Linked DNA regions of Mus musculus: region 2 is linked to region 1. The links are chromatin contacts, called in public Hi-C maps. All regions are on one chromosome and are shown on one strand. The core of a region is the stretch at or near the end of the contact, and the rest is flanking DNA. Distances in the headings are between cores, read along the strand shown.

Evidence for each region. Hi-C and Micro-C count contacts between places; a contact is called where the count stands out from the background.
Region 2: a Hi-C map of pre-B cells shows a contact between it and region 1, with 5 times the contacts expected there. The contact joins the promoter of Xpot here to the promoter of Wif1 in region 1. A contact is called at or near these places in 1 of 484 Hi-C or Micro-C datasets (pre-B cells) and 2 of 9 other capture datasets (adipose tissue and liver).

Annotation. Positions count from the first base shown.
Region 1 is chr10:121,030,333-121,035,715 of GRCm38.p6, reverse strand. It overlaps Wif1 (Wnt inhibitory factor 1), which reads right to left and starts at 1,712. Exons shown (of 10, transcript NM_011915.2): 1 at 1,226-1,712; 2 at 611-750. The coding sequence starts at 1,373.
Region 2 is chr10:121,623,114-121,627,928 of GRCm38.p6, reverse strand. It overlaps Xpot (exportin, tRNA (nuclear export receptor for tRNAs)), which reads left to right and starts at 1,597. Exons shown (of 25, transcript NM_001081056.2): 1 at 1,597-1,824.

The sequences.
Region 1 (5,383 bases), core at 463-2,962:
ATAGACTTTTTTCTCTTTTATTTCCATAGGGAAGCATTTTGAGTGGTCGCTTCAGAAAATCAGTAGTCTTTATTTTTCATAATTTTATATTACTTTTTTTGAGTCTCTGAACTTCTACAAGAAATGTGTGGTATCTGCAGCACTCAGCATATCAGCCTTCTAAAATTCATGTCAAGAATACCTACGAACTTATTTTGTTGTGAAGTATGAATCCCATCACAAATGATTATCAGTTAGTATTGAAAGTCTTCTAAATACTTTGTTAATGTTTTAATATCAGTGATTACAGAAACACCATGATATGGATATTTGGGGTCTTTATACTCAAAACCTCAGGATACCAAATCTTATTAAAGTAATGATCGTGAGTACATTGACCCTTAGAGTTCTCCATTTACTTGGCAACTTTAAATACATTGGAACTGATCCCTTGTGTGCTCTGGCAACCAGGCAAGAACTTGTATGGAATTTTAAATGGTATACATCACACCACTATTATTACTACGGGCCACCGGAGCTACATCACACACCATTATTATTACTATGGGCCACGGGAGAATTGAAATACAAAAGAGTGCCTTTTCTCTACCGCTCTGTTATCAGAACTTACCTGCCCCGCAGCTTGCCAGGTAAAATTCATGGAGTGGATATTGACAGGAATGGCTGGCATTCTTTGTTGGGCTTTCCTGAAATCATGTGTAAAGGGGGCCATTTTCCCCTCCGAGACAATCAGAATGTCTTCTTCAAATCCTGTTGTGTAAATAATAAACAAACCTATCAAACTAGTTGCGTTTCTAAGAAACAGACGTTTCATGTAGAAAGCAAAACCCCTGGGAACCAGTGCAGGTCACTGCTTTTCATAAAGCACCTGCCTTTGATACCAACAACAGTACCAGAGTTATTTTTCCTCTCTCTGTGGTAAAAAAAAAAAAAAAAAAAAAAAAAAAAAAAAAAAAAAAAAGTGCTTACAGTGAAGTAAGCGGGTGCCACCGCTGGATTCCTGTTACAAATCTGCAGTCAGGACTAGCAACAGCAGGGCTGGGATGTTGGGTCGGCTTTGCTTTTTTGAGAAAAAAATCTCATAAGCCTCTAAATAGAGAATCCTGATTTTTAAAAAGAGGGGGCAGTCACCCTTGAAGTTGTTTTAAAACACACTCGGTGCACGTGTCTCCGCTCTAATGGAAAAACTGAGGACCACTGGGAAGGTGCAGATGCCGGACCTTACCTATGAGCACTCTAGCCTGATGGGCGTCGATCCACAGGTACAAGCTCTCCTCAGGTGGCTGCCCTGCATCCGCTCGCAGCAGGAGCAGGCAAGGTAGGATGCTCCAGAGCCGGAGCGCGAAAGCAGGGAAGGCTCTTCTCCGAGCCATGGTGCTCAGGACCTTCTCGCTGGTGGTGCAACTCCTGCCGCAGCGACCCAACCTGTGCTGCTTGTGAAGTTCTCGCCTTGGCTGCAGCTGGCGGGGCTGGAGCTGTTCCTACTTAAACGACTGGGCGTGCAAGTCTCCAGTCTCCGTTGCGAGTGAGCCTGGGAGTGCTGGAGAGGAGGGAGCAAGGAGGGAGTGGATGCGCGGCCGCGTAGAAAGAGGTGGGGGCTGGAGGGAGAGGGGGACGCAGAGACACGATGCTGGCAAAGCTGGCAATGCCAGCACGTCCCACAGCGCCAGCAGCTAGAGGAGCACACTCGAGAGGGAGGAACCGCGGGAACTGCTGGCAAAAGGCGAGCACTGAGAGCGGCCGGTGGTGTGCAGGCGGTCGCCACTAGGGAGCGCTGCGGAGCCGCGGGGGCGGGGCCGCGGTACCCGGTAGACCCCGCTCGCCTGCGCCAGGTGAATGAAAACGGGGACACAACCAAGAAACACACCCAAAGGGACTTCTGGGTCATCACTCAGGCCTCCTGCCGCCCGAAGAGACACGTGTGGATGGCCGGGGTGCTATAAACAAACAAACAAAAAAATCTGGGCTCGATTCGTGGTCAAAGATAAATTCCGTTTAACAGTGGAGCTAACGGAAAGCACATAGCCAGCCCACCCTTTCTCTTCGAACTACATTTCAGACTGCATCTCTGTGTGCCTGTCTGCAAACTCTGACTTCTCTAGCTGACAGTTTGCGCTCTCGCTCTCTCTCTCCTAGGAAGTTAAATACTGAGACTCCACAGGCTAGTCGGGCTACTGCAGGCGCTGGTCCTCGCAGGACGTTCATTTATTTCTGCACTGGACAGACACCCGACAGGTGGCGTGGTTTGTCTTCTTGATAACCCAGTTGCACCCGGAATAGTTCCCTAGGACCTCGATGATAGCTGTAATCCCTTTCCCCCCATCCCTGCTCTACGACGGTAGGACTCCCCTTAAAATTGGATTTGGGGGAAAACATTAGGAGGCTCACGCCCAGTCTCTGAAATCTTAGGCGCTTGAGGGTAAGACTGAGGGTCTGGTGGGAGAGCACTTAGCTAGCGGCGGCTTGCAGCATTACCTCTGCACGGAAGGCTTTTTTGCCTGCCTCCTTGAACGTACAGAGAAAGCAGAAACAAATGGTTTTTCAAAAACACAGAAAGTTTTCAGACCCCGGAAAAGCTTTGTTTACTTTTTTTTTTTTTTTTTTTTTTGCACCCAGTGGCTTTCTAGCAAATGCCCCCCAAGGATCTAGACTCTGGCGCTGGGCTGTGTTCCCTTCTGTCCTTTGTAGAGCGGTGGGTCTCTCAGCAGGGGATGGCAAAAACAGAAACTACAGAATAGAAGCCGGACTTGGACGCGTACATGTTCAACAAATGTTAGGTCACAAGCATATTTTTTTAAAAGAAGGAGGAATGGGAAGGGAGGAGGAGGAGGAGAGAAGGAGGAGGAGGAGGAGGAGGAGGAGGAGGAGGAGGAGGAAGAGGAGAAGAAGAGGAAGAAGAAGAAGAAGAAGAAGAAGAAGAAGAAGAAGAAGAAGAAGAAGAAGAAGAAGAAGAAGAAGAAACATGTGTTAAAACTGTGAAATCTGTGTAGGTATCTAACAGATTGGTAGGAAGGTATTGTGTTTGGGAGTTAGACACGAAGACTGTCCATTGTGACTGTGAACTCCATGAAGCTTCATTTTAAAAATTCTTCTCAGGCAGCTACTGTTACTACTCTCATTTTACTGATGGGGAACCAAAGCTTTAAAAGTCTAGTAAATTGACCGCAGATATTCAGCTGGTGAGTGACAAGAGTAGGAATTCAAATCACGATCGCTCTAACTTCAAAGCCCCTTCTTGCAAATCACAATTAAGACGGTTTGCCTCAAAAAAGCTTAACATCTACTCTTTCTTTAAAACAAAACATTTAAACTGGTTGTGGTAGCACAGGCTGTAATCTGGGGGCTAAAGAAGTAGAGGCAGAGGCATCAGGAGCTCATTGTTAATACTAATCGACATATGGAGTTTGAAGCCAGCCTGGGCTACCTGGGACTCTGTCTCAAAAAAACAAAAACAAAAACAACAAAAAACAAACAAAAAAGGATCTTTTCCCAACATTCTATTTTATTAATTAATTGTTGCAGTGAATATTAATTTATATAATGTTTTACTATATTAGGCAAACTTATAACCCTTTAATATTGTAAAAACAGTGTCATTCAGTTACAGGTAATAATTTCGCAACACAATAGACTCTTTTTGACTTGGAATGTGGTTTTCGTTGAAGGTTTTTCTTCCGTAGTATTGCTCAGACCTCCATGGCTCTTGGTGTAAGGACGCCCTCTACAGGTTGTTCTTGTCAAACGCCAGCTGAGAACTGAAAGGGGAACAAATTCTATCATAATACAGCTTCCTCCAAGTGAGGATTTTCCGTAGCAGTCGTCTTTGATGTTGAGACAGCAATTTATCCTGCTATCAAGAAATTTCCCCAATTCTGGACAATTGTTTTGTTAGGTGTGGTGGCAAATGCCTGTTATCCCCGCACTCAGAGGCTAAGGCAGGAGGGTTTCAGTGAAAATGAGGCCAGCCGAGGCTACTAGTGAATTCAAGTCCAGCTTAGACTACAGAGAAAGTAGCCTGTGTTATATCATCATTATCATCACCATCATCAGTGGCCACAGCAACAGCACCACCAATACTACCAACTACATTTTTCTGTTCACTTTTCTCCAACAGGAAACATACTGTATTTTTAGAGATACATAAAACGTTATTTAAAAATTATTGGTACTAGAGAGATAGCTAAGCCGGTGAGAGTCTTTACCCTTACTGATCAGGCGCGAGGACCAGAGTTCATATCCCTGGCAAACAAATAAAAAGCTGTCCGAGGTATTGTGCTCCTGTAACCCTAGTGCTGAGGCGCTGCAACAGGAGGATGCCTGGGACTTACTGGTGGCTAGCCTAGCTCTGGGTTAGTGAGAACTCCTGCCTCAGGGAGTAATTGAAAAGCGATTCAGCAAGACAGCTGATGTCCCCTCTGTCCTGTGTGCACCACATGCACATGTGTGCACACAAACACACACACGTGCACATGCTCACAACACACACCCATATACACACACATGCACACTCACACACAACATATACGCATGCACACACACTCACACATATACATGCTCACAACACACACTTATACACACTCACACACAACACACACAAACACTCACACACTCAAACACATATATACATACCTCACACACTCATAACACAAAATCTCACACAAACATGCTTACAATACACACTCCCCCACACCCAACATACCCATACACATTCACTCACATACACACTCACACACACACATTCACATACACTCACATACATTCACATATACAGTCACTCATACACACTCACATATGCAGTCACACACACACACACTCACTCACACCTAAATTTAAGCCAGCTGTGGTGGCACGTGACATCTTGTAATTTCAGTCCTCTGACGCCTAAATGGCTAGTTGAGCTACAAAGCAAAATCCTGTCTTAAAGAAGTCTGTGTTTGAATAACTTGGGTTTTAAGGGGGAAGAAACATGCTTTGTGTAGGCAGGTCAGATACTTAACAGTAATAGAGCGTATCTCTATAGGAAATCTATCCAAGAACTGAAATTTTATCCCCCCTTTTTAAATAAGTTTATTCATTTAGAATAGGTATGCTTTTAAAATTTTCTAATAAAATATAGTCGCATGCATGATGTTGGCTACAGTGTGTTAGGAGTTGTTGTGTTTGCTTTGAGAATTCTCCCATACATTGTCTAACCCAGAATGCTTCCTTCCCTTGTGTGATTCAGCCAGACCACTGTGTTTCTAGCCTCATTCATCTGTCTATTAATTTATTCACTCATTCCATAAGATTTACTGAATGCCCAGCACTGACCTAAAGCAAGAAAAAAACAGAACTTGAGCCCCTCAGAGCACCAGGCTCGCTAAGACGACAAGCGCCTCACAAC
Region 2 (4,815 bases), core at 348-2,847, 590 kb before region 1:
CATGATAAACTCTTTAAACTCGGGAAGTAAACAATTCAAAGATCCCCCCCAAACTAACCAGATTAACAATACCATCCCCTCCCTCATGCTATACACTCTTGGACAAGCTGAATTGCTGGAACCTGTCCTACCTGCTGTCTTCGGGGAGGCTGCTGTCTTTATATCATTTCTGCTCCTGTAAGAAAGTCACCCCAGTAAAAGCCATTGGTTCACCAAGCTTGACTTTCGTGGTATCCTCACTTTAGTCTGTCATCAGTACCGAATCTGGGTATCTATCTGCAGTGAACAGATGTTTGTCCATGTATCCCCAGAGATAGTGTCACTTATGATAAGTCTAACACGTGTATCAAACTTAATTCATGAAATAGTCAGACCTGGTGACAACCTGGAACTCCAGCACTCTGGAATCTGAAGCAAGAGAACAGTGAAGGCCAGCAAGTTTCAGGCTAACCAGAGCTACATAGTGAGCCTCTCTCTGCCTCTAAATAAAATTAACCAAACCTTACCCTCTGAGGCTGGTACTGTCCCACTCTACATAAAATGAGTAAACTGAGATGGACTTTAACACTCATGATGCCAACAATAATGGAGGTGCAGCCTTAGGATTTAGGTAAGGTTGCTGGAGCTTATACTGCGCCCACACAGTAATAATAGCACGGGATCAAAGAAACAAAGCGAACGGAAGCACGGGACTTGTACGTATGTTTTCCCTCTCTCTTTTCTTTTTTTCTTTTTTTGAGACTGTGTTTCTCTCTGTAGTCCTGGCACTCGCTCTGTAGATGTGGCTACCTCTGCCTCCTCAGTGTTGGGATGAATGGTAATCGCCACCATCACCGGGGACTGCTTTCGGTTTTCTTTTTTTCTTTCTATCTTTTTTTGTAGGCAAATTTAGTAATATTTAAACTGGGCGTGGTGGTTCATGCCAGTAATTCCAGAATTTGTAAAGTTTAGGCCAGCTTGGGAAAAATGAGTGAAAACCAGCCTGGGTTATGGAGTGTGATCTTGCCTCAAAAGCAAAACAAGTAAATAAAAATACAGCGGATTTTTTTTTTTTTTAAAGAGTCCTTAAGCGTCTGGACTCTTGACACGTGGAACCGCTGGAAAGGAATTCAGCAACTGACTCAACACGTGGTTTCAACCACGTCCACTTTTCCGATCTCAGGATCTCCGCACTGCCACCTGACCAGACCCTTCTGGAGGGAGTGGAGAGTTACTAATTCACGCCGACGCTCAAAGCAGAGCGCAACGTGGCCGGTCTTCTAAAAGCTTAGAGGACCTCAGTAACCTGTAGCTAGGAGGGCGGTGTGCACTCTCCCAGCATGCACCACAGGCCCGCCGGCCACGCCCCCTGCGAGCTCCAGGGAGCACGTGCGCGGTCCTCCTCTCGGAAGCGTCCCATGCGCTTTGCACGCTGGGAGTTGTAGTCCCCCGGGCCCAGCCTGCTGGCGGCCGTCTGCACTCTACTTCCATGAGGCTGCTGCTAGCGCGGGTCCGCGCGGTACGACGCGGGGGGCGTGCCTCGCGCTGACTCAGCGGCGGCGTTAGCGGGACCCTGCGCAGTTTTCCTTCCAGGGCCGCCGACTCCGCCCGCCGGCTTGCCAACCTGCCCTCCCCGCTCCGCGCCACGCAAGAGAAGGCGCCCGGGGAACGCCGAGCGCCGAGAGGAGCGCGGCCCGGGCCGGCTCCGGCGCTAGCGCTGCGGCTGTATTGGAGGACTACAGCGACAAGGACGTGGGCCGCTCTCCGTGCTCCCTGCGTACGGCCCGCTCCTTGCGGCTGGCCGACCCTCGGGAGTGCAGGCGAGGAAGAGATATTGGAGTGATGGTGACTGGAGGCGTAGGGCGGCGGGCCGGGGACCCTACGTGGCCGGGCGAGCCGGACTTGGGGTTGGGGACGATCGGTGGCGGCCGCGTCCCTAGTGCGTGGCTGCCGGTTGCCGGGTGTTTCATCACCCGAGTGGCCACGAGGCTTCGCTCTGGGAGGGATCCGGGCGAAGGATAGGGGGCGAGGCCGGCCTAGGAGGCTGCCCCCCAACCCCATTTGTGATAGTTTTAGAGTGCGTCCCACCAGTTTGAGCTGTAGGGACCTCAAAGTTGATCCGCTTCCCACCCCGGGACAAATAGGAGAGAAAGTGTTATTTCTGCGTAGTAATTTGCCAGCAGGGACAGCCTTTTCCCCTTTTTGCTTCTTTACAGTCTTGCAGCCACGGAAAAGCTTGATGTTCCCTGTAACCTGAAAAACGAGTACTTTTTGGAAGCCTTAATTAGTTGTTACTGGGGGAAGTTACGTTGTATTAAAGCGACTTGTCAACTTGATGTTAAAAGGCTGGAAAGATTCAGTCGGTCTCAAACAGGCTTAAGTAGGTGTGGAGGAATTTTCCACATTGTTTGATTATTCTTGACTTAATGGCTGAGGGAAAAATTAAGGCTTCCAATTTTACATGTTTTTTTTTCGCTCCCCCCACCCCCACATCCACCTTTGCAGGTAGTATAAGATGTTTACCATATTGTAACAATGTTTAAGCCTGCAAGGCTCTGCATCGGTAGGTCAGAAAGCTAAGCTTCCTTTGCCGGTCTTTATTAGGCAATCGTTACCTTTTAACCCTGTGTTTTATTCACAGATAGGTGGTTTACCATCTCATTTTATTTTGGTTTGATGTTTTTTTCCGATTGTGTAGAGGGCGAAGGTTTGTGAGGGATTCCTCACTATGGAACAAGTTTGCTGAGGATTTTTTTTGTTGGTGTTGAGCATGTGCTCGGCTGGGCCTCTTATTTATCTTTTTTCCTCTTGTCAAGATTAGCGTGAAATGACAAAACGCTTAAGCAGTTTTTTTCCCAAAGCAATGGATAATTTAAAGGAACTCTAGTGGATTTCTCAATCAGGGGTTTACAGACAGTCTTACACCGACTTTTCTCTCTGAGCATTTTTAGCAGGAATACTACTTTACTTTAAGAATGTTTCAAGTTGTGCATCCTGCGTGCCTGTCTCTGACTTTGTACCCTATTGGAGGCATGCTTTGCACACATGCACACATTGTAGTCTTTAGGACTTTGCCCCTTTTCCTGCAGACAGAATGGAATGCATACTTTTGGGGTGTTTGTTTGTTTGTTTTGGTGTGCAGCTTCAATTTTTGTTTTGTTTTTGAGACAGAATCACTATAGCTCTGGCTAGCCAGAACATCCATATGTAGATAGACCAGGCTGGCTTTGAAGTCCCAGATCCCCCTGCCTCTACCTCCCAAACAGTGGGATTAAAAGGTGTGTGCTACTTTGAGTGACTGAATGGTTGTGTCACTTGGGGTGTGTGTGTGTGGGTCGGTGGGGTTGGTTGGTTGGTTGTTTTTTCAGACTGGGTTTCTCTGGGTAGCCCTGGCTGTTCTGGAACTCTGTTGACTAGGCTAGCCTGGAACTCAAGAGATCAGAGACCCTCCTGCTTCTGCCTTCCCAATGCTGGTATTAAAGATGTGTTTTTGTTTTGTGTTTTATCTGTTCTTACTGATAAGGATTGGAATATAAATCTAGAACTTAAAAAAACTACATATATTTATCTCATATATGTACAGATGTGTGCATGTGTGAATGTGCGCATGTGCAGTGTACATGCGCAGTTCTCTTCTTCCACCATATGGATCTAGGGTTTTCAGGGGTCTTTACCCGTGAATCATCTCACTAGTTCAAACCCAGAGCACTAAAAACCTAAAACCTGTGTTTTCACATTTTAAGAACATAGTAATGCATTCATATTTCACAATGGTTTGGGGTTTTTTGTTTTTGTTTTGTTTTGTTTTTTGTTTTTGAGAAATCAAACTGTCACATGGTAGGTCGTGGAAAGGATTATTTAATCCTGTTCTGTTAGGATCAAATAGTAGAGCGTCGAAGCTGTATTGCTGCACGAGGTGATCTGGAGGTGAAATATTGGAGGCCTTGCAGGGTTTAGCCTCGAAGCTGAGAAGAGCTGTGTGTGTGTGTGTGTGTGTGTGTGTGTGAAGTAGGGTGTGCTTGAGAGCTGCCGTGTGATGTGGCAAGCATTGCTGGCCTTGCTGAGGAGCACGAAGAGTGGTCAGGAATTGTTGAGAAATGTTGGCATCTCAATCCTGTAGGCAGTTGGAATTTAGATTGCCTGGCTGGGGTCTGCAAGGTTGCTATGAGTGATCAGAAGAGGGGGCTTAACTTGGATCCTGATTTTTTTTTTTCAATTCCAAAAAGATCAAGGAAAACAGAAGAGTATAGAGATCTATCTGCGGCCTGGCCCTGGCTTCACCACGCCTGAAAGGCTGCCCGTGACCTCCGTTCACCTCTTGGCCTCTTTAAGTTCTCTGTGGCTCTAATAATTTAAAAACAGATAAATAAAAAAGATGTGTAGCTTTATAATAGGAATATAAGGATATATCTGTATGTGCTTATATGTGTGCTTGTATATATATGTGCAGGTGGAAGGCAGGGAATCCATATTAGATGTCTTCATCTGTTGATTTTCACTATAACTTTTTTTTTTTTTTTACAATTTCATACATGTATATAATGCATGCTGCTTATTCTCCTACCTTGAATATTTGTCAGAACTCTCCGCCTCTCCTTACTTTTTGAGGCAGGGTCTTACTGAACCTGGGACTTAGCAGTTTGGCTGAGTAGCTGGCCAGAAAACTTTGGGGATCTGACTGTTGTTTCCACCTCCTTCCCCACCCCCAGCACTTCATGCTTGTTTCTAGAAGAATTACTTTCTGTATTTGGCCGGGGCACTTTGCGGGGCGATAGCACCTGAAAGCTTTAATGGCATACTTGTTTAGAGTCTGCACAATTATGCTGCTGTGGGCTC